3 separate regions of the Rattus norvegicus genome follow, and regions 1 and 2 are each linked to region 3. The links are chromatin contacts, called in public Hi-C maps. All regions are on one chromosome and are shown on one strand. Each heading gives the region's core, a stretch centred on a gene start, on an enhancer-like site or on the middle of the called end of the contact. The rest is flanking DNA. Distances are from core to core; before and after follow the strand shown. Region 1 overlaps Foxn3 (forkhead box N3). Region 2 overlaps Foxn3 (forkhead box N3). Region 3 overlaps LOC102550434 (a long non-coding RNA gene).

Region 1 (4,056 bases), core at 821-3,320, 260 kb after region 3:
AGCCTGTCTCTTTACGTGTGTGCTGGGGACTTGACCTCAGGTCCTACGCTCTTACCTGCTGGGCCATCTCCCTAGCATTAGAGCACTAGATTGTCAACTTAATTTTTTCAAACTATATGACACTATGCCCTAACAGGTCATGAAACCAACGTAATAGGTCAGAACTAGGATTGTTTTAAAGGACTGGATAAAATCAAACAGAAAAGAGCAGAAAATACCGGTAGTAACATGCAATGAGATGTTTGTGTGTGCACATACATGCAAGCAACGTGTATTTATGTTCTGGTTAAAAGGTAGGATATGTCTAGCTGGGGGTCGGTCAACAGTGTTCGGCAAACATCAGTCTAAGGCAATATCGGCCGGGAACTTTGGTCCTTCTCATCCCTTTCCACGGTAAAGGTCTTTCCTGACAGTAAAGACAGACATACTCAATGTGGTGTTCAGGAGCTGTACTTGGGCAATGTGGCCATCAGGAGCCTGGTTTAAAATGAGAGGGAAGAGGGTGTGTACTCTCCGTGACCTTGAGCAACTTTTTGATGGTTCTCACATGCCATTTCTGGGGACACTTCCAACATTACCCAACCTTGATAATGACCAATCAATCAGCACTCACTTGTCTGTTCCTTCACGAGTTCCCTTCTTATCTAATTCATTGCCAGTCACCGAGGAGGAGACATTAATGAATAAAAGCCACACAAGAAGGGGGCTGCCTGCCTTCATGAAGCTTAGGTTCCACAGAGGTGTAAAGGTAAGCTTCCCACTAGCTGGGAAGCAAAAGGACAAGGACGCGCTGCTGTGTGAGGGACACACACACTGGCGGTGGTGACACGGCTTGCCCAGAAGTCTGGGTCAGACTCAGTAATCAGATCTAAAGACAACAGGCACTGAGTTGTGTAAGGGCAGAGGGAAGAGGAGGGAGAGGAGGAACAGGAGGAAGGGAAGGAGAAAGGGAGAAAGCTTTAGAAGAAGAAAGACAAGAGAAAAATCCAACATGCTGTTGAATTCCTAACCTTTGACCCCACCTACTAAAGGTATTGGTATTTGTAAGAATTTACTGGGGATGCTCAGTCTATGAATTCTTGAAGCTCTGGGTTCAATCCCCAATACTAAATAAAACCAGGCGTGGAGGTTAGGACCTGTGATCCCAACACCGGGAGGTGAAGGCAGGGCACCAAGAGATCAAGGTCCTCTTCAGATATAGGTTTGAGACCAGCCTAAGCTACAAAGGATCCTGTCTCACAAAGAAAGAAAGGCGGGGTGGGAATGAAGGGGGAAAATATCTACTGAACACAAACTTGGCCTCCCATCTTCCCTCTGTTGTACCCTCACTGACCCTGTAGCCAGCTCTGAAGTGGTCCAGCTCCTAACATTTCTATTGTCAACTGGTTTAGCTACAGCCAGGTTTGGTACACTTTTTCTTAAAGGGCCAGACAGAATCTTTCCATCTCTCAAGTCCATGGTCTCTGTTGTTGACAACACAGCTCCACCCTGGCAACCACGACAACACAAAAGCAAGCAGAAATGTAACCAGCGAGTGTGGCTGGGCTTCAAGGAGGCTTCATGTGCAAAGCCACTGCACCGCTGGCTCCCTCTGACCTAGAGCCTCACACTTGTGCTCAGGTTCAACTCAAAACCTCTATGGTTCCAGCAAGAGAAGGGCCCAGGTAAGGGGACTTTCTGATAAGAGATTTGGGCTGATCCTTCTGGACTCAGGGAGAGGGCGCCAATGGAGATCTAAGTCAGATGCTCCCAGACAGGGAGCCTGTAGGGAGCACCTGTAGGGAGGAGAGAGAGGGGAGATGAACAGACACACTAAAAGTCGTGTTCATCAGTAATGAAGCAATGAATCATTAGCGGGGCTGTGCCTCACTATGCCGTGTACTTGTGTAGTGCAATTTACAACACTTCTTGACCAAACTAAGGCACCACAGGGCCTACCATCCTCCATTTTGCGTTTGTATTACGTGCAGGGCCAACACTGACTGATTTTTCTGAGCCATAAAGCGCATTACTCAATAGTGTTTCAAAGGGCAGCCCTTAAGCTTGGTTGGCATGGAAACTTGAGTCCTAAAGACTGGAGTCCAAGTTTTACTTCAACTTCTCAGCTGTGTGACCCTGGGCAAGATAGTTAACTGCTCTGAGCTCCAATTTTCTGGTCTATAAATGGAACTGCTGTAACAACATCTGCTTCTTGGGCCTGTGGTGAGGATGAAACAAGACAACACTGGGCTCGGCACTTAGCAACAGCACAACAACTATCTGCTCTTGTTACCAGGAAGGGAAGGTCATGAAGTAAATGGCCATCTTGTTAACGCAGTTCTCCAAACACAGCTACAGCACAGGGGCAGGTACTGGTTAACTGTGAGATAATATAAAGGGCTTAAAACTCACACATCTGTGTGTGTGTGTGTGTGTGTGTGTGTGTGTGTGTGTGTGTGTGTGTGTGTGTGTCTGTCTTTGTATATGCCTGCCTCTGTCTCTCTGTCTCTGTATGTCTGTCTCTGTCTGTGTGTCTGTCTGAGCTAGGGAGCTGGCTAAATGGTTGATTATGAGGGCAGGGTTTGGATTCCCTGAATCCACAAATGAGCATGAGAGTTGGTCAATAACTCCAGCCTCAGAAGGCGGAGACAAAGGCTCCCCAGGCAAGCTGGCTAGGAGCAGAAGCCATAGTGGTGAGTGCTGCGACCTTGCCTCAACTAATAGAGTGTAAAAGCAACCATGAATGAGTCCAGACATCAGTGTCAGCACCACCCATGCACATATACCCCACACACATGTGGTCATACATATGCAAACATGCATCTGCACATACATAACATACATCCACATATACACGAGGAATAAAATGTAATCACACATAGAAGCTTGCTTGAGGTTACTTCTCACCGGTCTAGAGAAGGCATTTGCTCAGATGCAGACGGTAGAGGAAGGGATGGATGAGAGTGGAGCAGAAGCTTTACAGAACCATCCAGTCACAGCCAGTCACAGCCAGGACAGTCAGTGAGAGGCTGAGCTCTGTCCCCATGCACCTCCCGGGGTGTGTGTGTGTGTGTGTGTGTGACGTGTGCGAGTTTTGGGCTTCCTATCAGAGGTCTCTGCTCTGAAGAGCAGCCCCACAGCCCCTCCTGGACAGGGTGGGGAGCAGCCTGGCTCAGAGGAGAAAGTAAAGAGCAGAGGTTCGGGAAGGGCTGCACAACTGGGAATGGGTGGAGGTGGGAGGCTCTGGGCCCCTGTGCTCTATGTCAGGAGATGCTCTCACATAGCAGTTGGAAACCATTAAGTTCACTCACCTGCCATCAGGTAACACTAAGCTTTCTGGAGGGGCCTCAGCTGGAATTTCTATCATGTTGCCACATAACACATGGACAAACTTTGCCCGGGTTCAGGAGGCTAAAAGTCTGGACTGGTCCAGGTTCCTTTCACCCCGGTGACTGGCTAACCCCTGGGGCCTACCAGGCTACAACATAGCTTCCTACACACTGGGCCTGGTTCTCCTCTCAGTTTGCACTCAGATCCTCAAGTTCAATCTGCCAGGAAGCTGGGGAAGGGGGCAGTGGTTGGCAGTAGTAGCCTCAGAGCCAGTCCCATCATGCTCACTCAGCCTAAGCTAAGGGTGTTTCTTGGGCTATGTGGGAAGCAGGCCACTTAACGTCATTTGTGGGGAACAAAAGGGCAAGAGATGCTGGGCGAGGTGCAGAGAATCCATATTCCTAGTGCAGGGCCTCTAGAAGAAGGCAGGCCATAAACTATAAAGGAATACCTCTAATGGCCAAAGGAGGCCACAGGACCATCAAGGTGAGAAAAGATGAGGCCTGAGGGAAGAGAGCCTTAAAGCTGCACAGCGCATGTGCACACACTCAGCTCACGCCCCCAGTGCACCGCTGGCTACCCACAGCCCCTGCCACCAAGGTACTGACGCCTCTTGCTACATCTCTCTGTGGCATAGAGTGCAGCTCCTGAGGTTGAGAGGTCACCATTTTGTGCCTGCATGGCCTTAAGAGGGAACCAAGGGTGATGCCAGAGCTTCTCTGGAGAACATTCTAGAAGGGGGGCCCT
Region 2 (3,770 bases), core at 147-2,646, 280 kb after region 3:
GGACCTCCCTACTGGGCATCAGTGCCTGTGGACCGTGAGAGAAACACCCAAGCCTCTGTCCTCCACCCCCACCCCCACCCCAGGCTGGCCTCTTCCTTTTCAGTGCAAACATATTCATGTTCCTAATGACCTCCCTTGGATAGATGGGTGAGGCAGAAGCCACACAAGGTCCTAAGCTCAGGAAACCGACCACAGTTCAGACCCAAATCTACCAACAGCCCGGCTGCATAGCTACAAACACAGCCTCAGTCTCATCTCCTATGAAGCACACAGTCAGCCCCACCTGGGCGGACTCAAGTTCAAGGGCCTCTCCCCGGGCTGGAGGAGGGGGGTTCTCTGAGCTGCCAGGTTTGCACAGGAAGGCACCTGTACTCTTGCTCCTTCTTTCACTACTGCATCTGCTTCCTAGGGCCCCAGTCACAAAGCACGGCCAAGGCTGGGTATTAAGGCCACTTCGAAGTGTATTTTCTGATAGTTCTAGAATCTTGCCCCAACCTTACATGGCATTCTTCCTGTGTGTGGGGGTGGAGGGGAGGGGGGATGACTCTCCCCTATATATAAATAGGGACCATCCCAATCCACTTTAAGCACGATTATATCTTCAAAGACCTACTTCCAAAGAAGGTCACACTCACAAAAAGCAGAGCAGTCGCTGAAGAACTCAACTTACCTTTTAAGTCCCACTTGGGAAAACAATACAAAACACCCTGGGAAATCCAACAGTGAGACCAAGTGTGAGCTCCTGTCTGAGTGCGGGATTTGCCATCCTGCATGGCTGTCTCCAAAATGTTGAAGACAAACAGACCAATGATCTGCTATGGCCGGGTAATTTGTGGAGCTTCCCCAACAAGCCTCACCCTCTCCCACAGGACTAAGAAATAGCACAACTAAACATTGCACACGGGAAGGAGGAAGTCAGGCAGGATTGTCTTCATAAAATTCAGGGTAGGGTACAACAATGCCAAGCAACCAGAGCTTCCAGGGACTAAGCCACTACCTAAAGACTAAACATGGACTGACCCTGGACTCTAACCTCATAGGTAGCAATGAATATCCTAATAAGAGCACCAGTGGAAGGGGAAGCCCTGGGTCCTGCTAAGACTGAACCCCCAGTGAACTAGATTGTTGGGGGGAGGGCGGCAATGGGGGGGAGGATGGGGAGGGGAACACCCATAAAGAAGGGGAGGGGGGAGGGGGATGTTTGCCCGGAAACCGGGAAAGGGAATAACACTGGAAATGTATACAAGAAATACTCAAGTTAATAATAATAAAAAAAAAATTCAGGGTAGGTAACACAGTAGCTTTTTGGCAACCAATCACAGCTGTAGAGACCGCAGCTTGTCCCCAGGGCCAGAGAGGACAGAGTGACAGCTACCAACAACCAAAAGTCAAAAGAGACAGATCAGAGGTCGGACCTGTGTAGACCAGGGACAAGCAGAGGCCCAGCTTCACCTAGTGTTCTCTTAGACCTGTGAGAAGAGAGGTATCATTAGGAAATGTAGAGACAGAGAAAGCAGAGCAGGCAGAAAGAACAAAAACCAGAGCCCTTGGTCCATGTGCCAGACTACAACATCTGGCCAGATGTGTGTGCTCTGTGAGGCCTGCATGGTGACAGCTGGTCTTAGAACCTCAGTAGGTCCAGAGGACACTTGACGTCACTGTCCTTATCTAAGCCCGGGGTCCCTTAAGACTTCATGTTCGGAAGAGCTGGCTCCCACCAGCTGACTGGATGACAGAGGAGATGAGAAAGGCCCCAAGGACACACAGGGTCTTGATGAATCGCATCAAGTGACTCCCTAGCTGCGTCGTCCCCTAGGATGTCTTTGCAGGAAAGGCCTTGGAAGGCCACGCACAACCCAGTCACTTTGCTCCTGTGGGGAGGGGTCTTCAGCAGACTTAACCCAGCAAAGAAAGGACTTGGCCCCAGCTCTGGCCTCAATTGTTTCAGAAATCAAACACTGATTCCCAGGTTCCAGTGACGACTGCCTGCAGTTGGCCAACATTGGCCGACGTTGACGGGAGTCCAGGACTCACCCCATGTGTCTCTCCGAGGCATACACAGGGAAGGTGATAGCTCTCTTTGTGGGTCTGGAAGCCTGGGATAGGTGTACCAGCTCTGCTGACCAGTCACTAAGTAAACACTGAGGAAGCATGAAATGCATGGAGCTGTCTGTGGTGGGAGAGGAACAGAGATCGCCCAAGATCACAGAGCCTCTCCAACTAAGTCAGCTCTAGAACCCCAGTCTCTAATATCCAGGAAGTACACTGTGAGCCACCTCTGCCTTCCCCATTATCAGTCTCTAATACCCCACTCTCTAATACCCAGGCCAGTACACTGTGAGCCACCTCTGCCTTCCCCATTATCAGTCTGCATAAAAACCAAGGAGCTGCAGTCACTCCTTCACCCTCTTTCAGACGACCCAAGGAGCAAGGGTCTATGCAACCTCATAAAGCCACTGCTTTGCAAGTTCACCTCCCCTACTAGGCTGGAATTTCCTTTCCTTGTCTGACACAAGCCTATGCTAATGAGTTAAATGAATGAGTTCTAAGAAGTTTCACGGACCACTCAGGAATGACGCCAGTACTCTCTTACTTGTGAATCATATTTCTGGGAGGAACCTTATCAAATTCATCTCTACAGATGGAGGAAATCCTTAAAAATAACCCACAAACTAAAACTAATGAACACAGACTTCAAAACAGATACTTAGGTAAAGTTAAAAAACAAACAAGCAAACAAACAACAACAATAAAAGCCACACCTCCACGGGTCACCGTTGCCATCCCTTCTACGGAAGGTTAGAATTCTCTACCCAATACTAGAAGGAAGAAGCAGGTCCCACGTCACAGGAAGGATCTGGGTGCATTTCACCAGGAGCACAGTGCCAATTCACAGGCAAAGACTAATGTTCCAGAACATTCTGGGTAATCAATGAAACAAAGAAGCACACAGGCTGGGGTGTCTCAGAGGTCAGAGCAGACAAGATAAACCACTTACAACAACAGAGTACACGTGACAATTCCATGGAAAGACACACGAAGGAGAACGAAGCGTATGCATATAGCACAAGGTCCTCTCCTTCCTAGTTAGTCAGGGAAGGACCCTGGGAGACCCAGCAGTGAGATCGGATGACTGGGCCCTGTCTGAACGGGTGAGCTGTTGGATGGACCATCAGGTACATCCCAACACTACGGTTGTGTATGAAAGACAGGAATGGGAGACAGTGTTATAACTACATGGGTTTGTGGCTATGTGTGTCTTTTAGTCCTCTTGCAAGAGAGATAAGATTTGCTATAAATTATCTCACTATGAGGATTAGAAGTGGGGGGATCAGAATAAAGTGAAATAGGTTATAGCTGATGATAGTTACGTTAATCCTTTAGTAGAGTTTCACTGTACAATACAGCTCACTGGACAACACTAAAATCTTACCTAATTAAAATGGAAAGACAGAACTCAGGAACCCCTGAGCTTTCCCCTTGCTGTATCCATTTCAGCATAATCATGTGAGAAGCTTTTAAAATCCAATATCCAGGGCTGTGGATTTGCTTCATGCACAAGTGTGAGGACCCAAGTTCGGATCTGCAGGACCCATGATAAAAGCACATATGGTGACATGTGGCTATAATTCCCTAAACTGGGGAGGCAGAGACAAGAGGGTTCCTGGGGCTCTTGGGTCAGGATGAACCAGCAAGCTCCAGACAGAGATGCCTTGTCTCAAAACACAAGAGCAGTGATTAAAAGGACAGTGATATCAAGCTTGGGTGCA
Region 3 (3,891 bases), core at 50-2,549:
GAGGGGAATGGTGAGAATAAGTTCTCTAGACCCAAGAAAACTTAGGAATCAATTTAATCCCACTTATAATGAAAATAATGAATACTATGGCATATCTTCTGTACAAAACACACACGCCCCTACTTCCTTGCATGTTCACCATGTATGCCAGGACTCATATGTTCTATGCTCACAGCAGACATTATTAATCAATCACGATACTTTTTATCAAACTGAACCTTCAGGAACACTCTCAATTCAACATTTTAGGCTTCATACTTCACTAAGGTTGGTGCAGGATATGAAATGCATTTGCCAGCCCGCGCTTGACTTCAATCAAGTGAGTCAACCTGGGAAGAGTGTCCAAGTAACTTACTCAGGTTGCGGATCCAAGCTTTCTGGAGGCAAATTTCCTCTTTACCCTGAGAAGATGGTTTTCAGTTTTTCCTAGTGTCCTCATGGTTCCTGGTACCCTCCTCAGGTCTCAGTGCCCCTACCTCAGATTCTGACCAGATTGTGTATTTTCTTGGACTCTCTCCTATCTTCCTTTGGTGACAGAAGACGTACAAGATGATCAGGTTCCAAGAAACTCGCTGTTCAATTCAGAGTTTCTCCTTCTGTTAGGGAATCATCACCCCAAAGGGTCTGAGAGACACGGATGGCACAACTTAACGACTGTAGCAAAACAACTGGACTTTGACTCGATAGTGTCTGTTTCCGGCCACACTGTCCGCCACTAGCAAAGATTCCCTTGTCTCCCATGAGCTTGGCGCGTTTCGAGTACTTGATTTAGATTACAAGCGGAAGGCTCAAGAAGAGCACAACTGGGTGAGGGTGGGGTGGAGGACAAGACTTAAGTATGGTTTCTGGTCCCCGCCCTAGACCTCAAGACACGGGGCTGCCCCAATCTCTTGGAGGCGGCAAGCTCTTGGTACTCAATTTGCAATGCTTTGATTCGCATGTACACTAGGGGGCGCAAGTAGGCTTGTTTTCCACCACGGCTCTAAGAAATCCAATGCAACTCTAGGGGATGGGGTATAGGAGGGCAGTCAGGAGCCACACTGTCTCTGAAAAGTGCTGAGGGTAAACAGACGTCTGAGGATGGGGTCTAAAAAGGAGGGTAACACGCTCATGAATTGCTCGAAGCTGTTTTCTGTATTTGTTTTCCCCGATCAGCCTTGGAACTTTGAGCTAGGGCTAAAAGGGCAAGTTATGTAAGGGCCTGGGCTGCTGCCATATTAGGCTGCCAGGCTCTCAGCCTCAGGGTGAGTCAACACCTGGGAGCTGGTGGCCTAGAGCGGCGCTTTCAAGTTGGCTGAGACTGAACCACTACAGTAAAGCCAGTGTTTGACCCATTCCTGAGCCAGGCAGGCGGGCAGGAGACTCAGGTCTATGGAAAGAAAGGCCCTACATACCTTTGCTCTGGAAAGACGGGTCGTGCTTTGGGCCCCAAATTGCAAGAACTCTTTTACCAAACAGACCTGTGCGCCACTGACCTACTTTTTCCGTAGAGTAGACAGAAGCCAGCCCAGGAGTACACAGCCTTCTTTTCCACCCGATTCCTCCAATGCCTCCAACAGTGGCCTTGCTGTCCCAGGCCAGGGAACTACGGGTGTGGACCGTACTTTCCTGGCCCACCGAAGGGAAATGAGCGGAGGAAATCCGCACAAGGGTTTTTACTGCCAAATATTTCTTTCCCTAGGAAGACAGTACATTCAAACCACTGAGTGGAGACTGGAGTTAGGCCAGCCATAAACTATCCTAATGAAGACTAATCGGGAACTACAATTACTGTTGACTTCAGAATGCAAACATGAACTTTAGACAGCGATCCCTATCAGCCGGTGAGGCCGGGCACAGATGCCGATCACTGTTTTCTGCCGTTGCTTAGCAATGGAAAATGAACTGTTCCTGCCTCTTATCACGGGGGGTGGAGGTAGGACAATGAGCTTTATTGGACTGAATAGATATAAAATTAGTTTATTTTTTTCTCACTTGGAGAAGGCAATTGGTAATAAAGAGAATGTCTTGGAAGAGGGCACCCACAGAAGTTGGGGGAGGAGGGTCGCCTCCCTTTTCTCTACCTCCACGGATCCTAACCAGCCTTGGGTTTTCCTCCACAGATAAAAGTTTGAATTTTGCCCGGGAGGGACCCTCCAGAATTATCATTAAAGAAAATATACGCAAAGGTAAACCACAGACCAGCGTGAAAATGAGATGAAGAATGAAGTCTTAGTAACAAGGAGGTTAAGGGTGCCCCAAAACCCACTGACCAGGATAAATAACTGAATGTAATGTTGAATATAGACATCTTAGGGTCTCTGTGCTTGGCACTGTATTAGATCATATGTTAGATGATATGTGTTGATTTGTGGGTAAAAGAAATATTGTAGAAAATCAAAATTGGTACCCTCCCCCCAATTCACAGTGAAGAAGATACACAAGTGTAAAGCCATTTCTCCCCTTTAGTCTCAAGCTCCTGTGTGGTATGTGATTTTTCTCCTGTCTCTCTCACACATTATAGAACAGAAGGGTCCCATGCTGCCCTCTCCACAACAGAGTGTGGTGATATCCACTGGAAGGTCTTGTTGTCTCACAGAGGAACTTCCTCCTTCTGTAGGGAGGGTCTCCTTCTACAGTCCTTGTGCTGACCTCACCTGAACCTATAGCGAGGTAAGTGGCTTTGGTGCGAGAAACCCACGGATGCTTCCTGGGAAGGACCTTAGCCTCCACTAACATACATGGTCGGCTAGAAATTGCCAGATACACTGTTCCCGAAACAACAGGCTGAGCACAGGGCTGGCAGCTGATGGCAAAACCACCCCCTTCCTATGCTTTCTGAACAAGGACTCAACTGTGTAGCTGGTCAGACTCTGACTCACAGTCATCCTGAACCAACCTTCTCAATGCTGGGATTATAGGTGTGGGCCACCACTCCTGACCATCCCTTTTATCACCAGCATTCATGGTAATTGTGCCCATTGAGAAGTTTTGGATAAAATCACATGGACTTGTCAATAGCAAATCTTTTTTTATTATTTATTTAAAATCAATACATAGGGTTTGACTCAATGCACATTAGGGTAAATATCGAAGCCTAAAGATGTCCACTTCATTCCTAGAACCCATCACTATGACCTCATACCACAGAAAGATTTTGCAGATGGAATTGGATTAAGGATTTTTGAGATATAAATCCTGGGCTCTTCTTTTTGGTGACAAAGGTTCTTATGGAGAAGAAAGGCCAAGTTTCAACGGTAACGGGGAAAGATCTAAAGACACTAGGCTTCTGGAGTTAACAAGAGAGCAAGAGGCCATGAGCCCCAAAACCCAGAAGAGTCAGAAACACACTCTCTCCAAGTGCTTCCCCAAGAAACACATCTCCTTCCCATCTTGACTTTAGCCAGGGGAAGGAAACAGTAGAATTCTGACCTCTGGCACCACAAGAGAATCCTATGATGATATTCTAAGGCACGGAATTTGTGCTGATTTGTTCCAACAGGAATAAGAATTGGGACAGATAAACTAGTATTATATCTCCAGAGAAGTATATTAAAAACCCACCCTCCGCCTTCTAAAAGACTTAAGTGCATGATCTCTCTGTTTTTCAGCTTTAACTTCTGCTTGGTGGCCTTTCCCCCATGTATACATGTTCTCACGTTTGTAATACGTTAATGAGTCAAAACAACTTTGTCATAACATCCACTTATGATTAAAAAAATTTTGGTAATCTCGGGATCCAAAGAAATTTCTTTAACCCAAGATGAGCTATCTCCCTAAAGTGCATAATAAACATTATATTTAAAGGCTCAAATGCTGTTTAAGAAGCCTTGCTTTCATTCACTGCTGCCAAGCAAGTGCTACCCATGCAATAAAATGGGAAACTAGACAGAAAAGAAGCGAGGATTGGGA

The links. Hi-C and Micro-C count contacts between places; a contact is called where the count stands out from the background.
Region 1: a Hi-C map of liver shows a contact between it and region 3, with 4 times the contacts expected there. The contact joins two enhancer-like sites. A contact is called at or near these places in 2 of 12 Hi-C or Micro-C datasets (liver and prefrontal cortex).
Region 2: a contact with region 3 is called in a Hi-C map of liver, with 5 times the contacts expected there. The contact joins two enhancer-like sites. A contact is called at or near these places in 2 of 12 Hi-C or Micro-C datasets (liver and mammary epithelial cells).

The regions. Positions count from the first base shown.
Region 1 is chr6:124,356,116-124,360,171 of GRCr8, forward strand. The region is part of intron 3 of Foxn3 (forkhead box N3); the gene reads right to left. It overlaps LOC102550790 (a long non-coding RNA gene), which reads left to right. Exons shown (of 2, transcript XR_593158.4): 2 at 1-4,056. Among named protein-coding and RNA genes, the nearest start is that of Foxn3, 210 kb to the right of the region's middle. Within about 2 kb of position 2,071, at least 6 of the 93 cell types and tissues checked have an H3K27ac peak or open chromatin away from gene starts, as enhancers often do. A contact at or near this core is called in liver, where this site is marked.
Region 2 is chr6:124,379,290-124,383,059 of GRCr8, forward strand. All of the region lies in intron 3 of Foxn3 (forkhead box N3), which reads right to left. Among named protein-coding and RNA genes, the nearest start is that of Foxn3, 190 kb to the right of the region's middle. Within about 2 kb of position 1,397, at least 16 of the 93 cell types and tissues checked have an H3K27ac peak or open chromatin away from gene starts, as enhancers often do. A contact at or near this core is called in liver, where this site is marked.
Region 3 is chr6:124,097,347-124,101,237 of GRCr8, forward strand. LOC102550434 (a long non-coding RNA gene) reads left to right here. Exons shown (of 10, transcript XR_010052802.1): 3 at 1,682-1,823; 4 at 2,103-2,168; 5 at 2,504-2,652. Among named protein-coding and RNA genes, the nearest start is that of Cpg1, 57 kb to the left of the region's middle. Within about 2 kb of position 1,300, at least 24 of the 93 cell types and tissues checked have an H3K27ac peak or open chromatin away from gene starts, as enhancers often do. A contact at or near this core is called in liver, where this site is marked.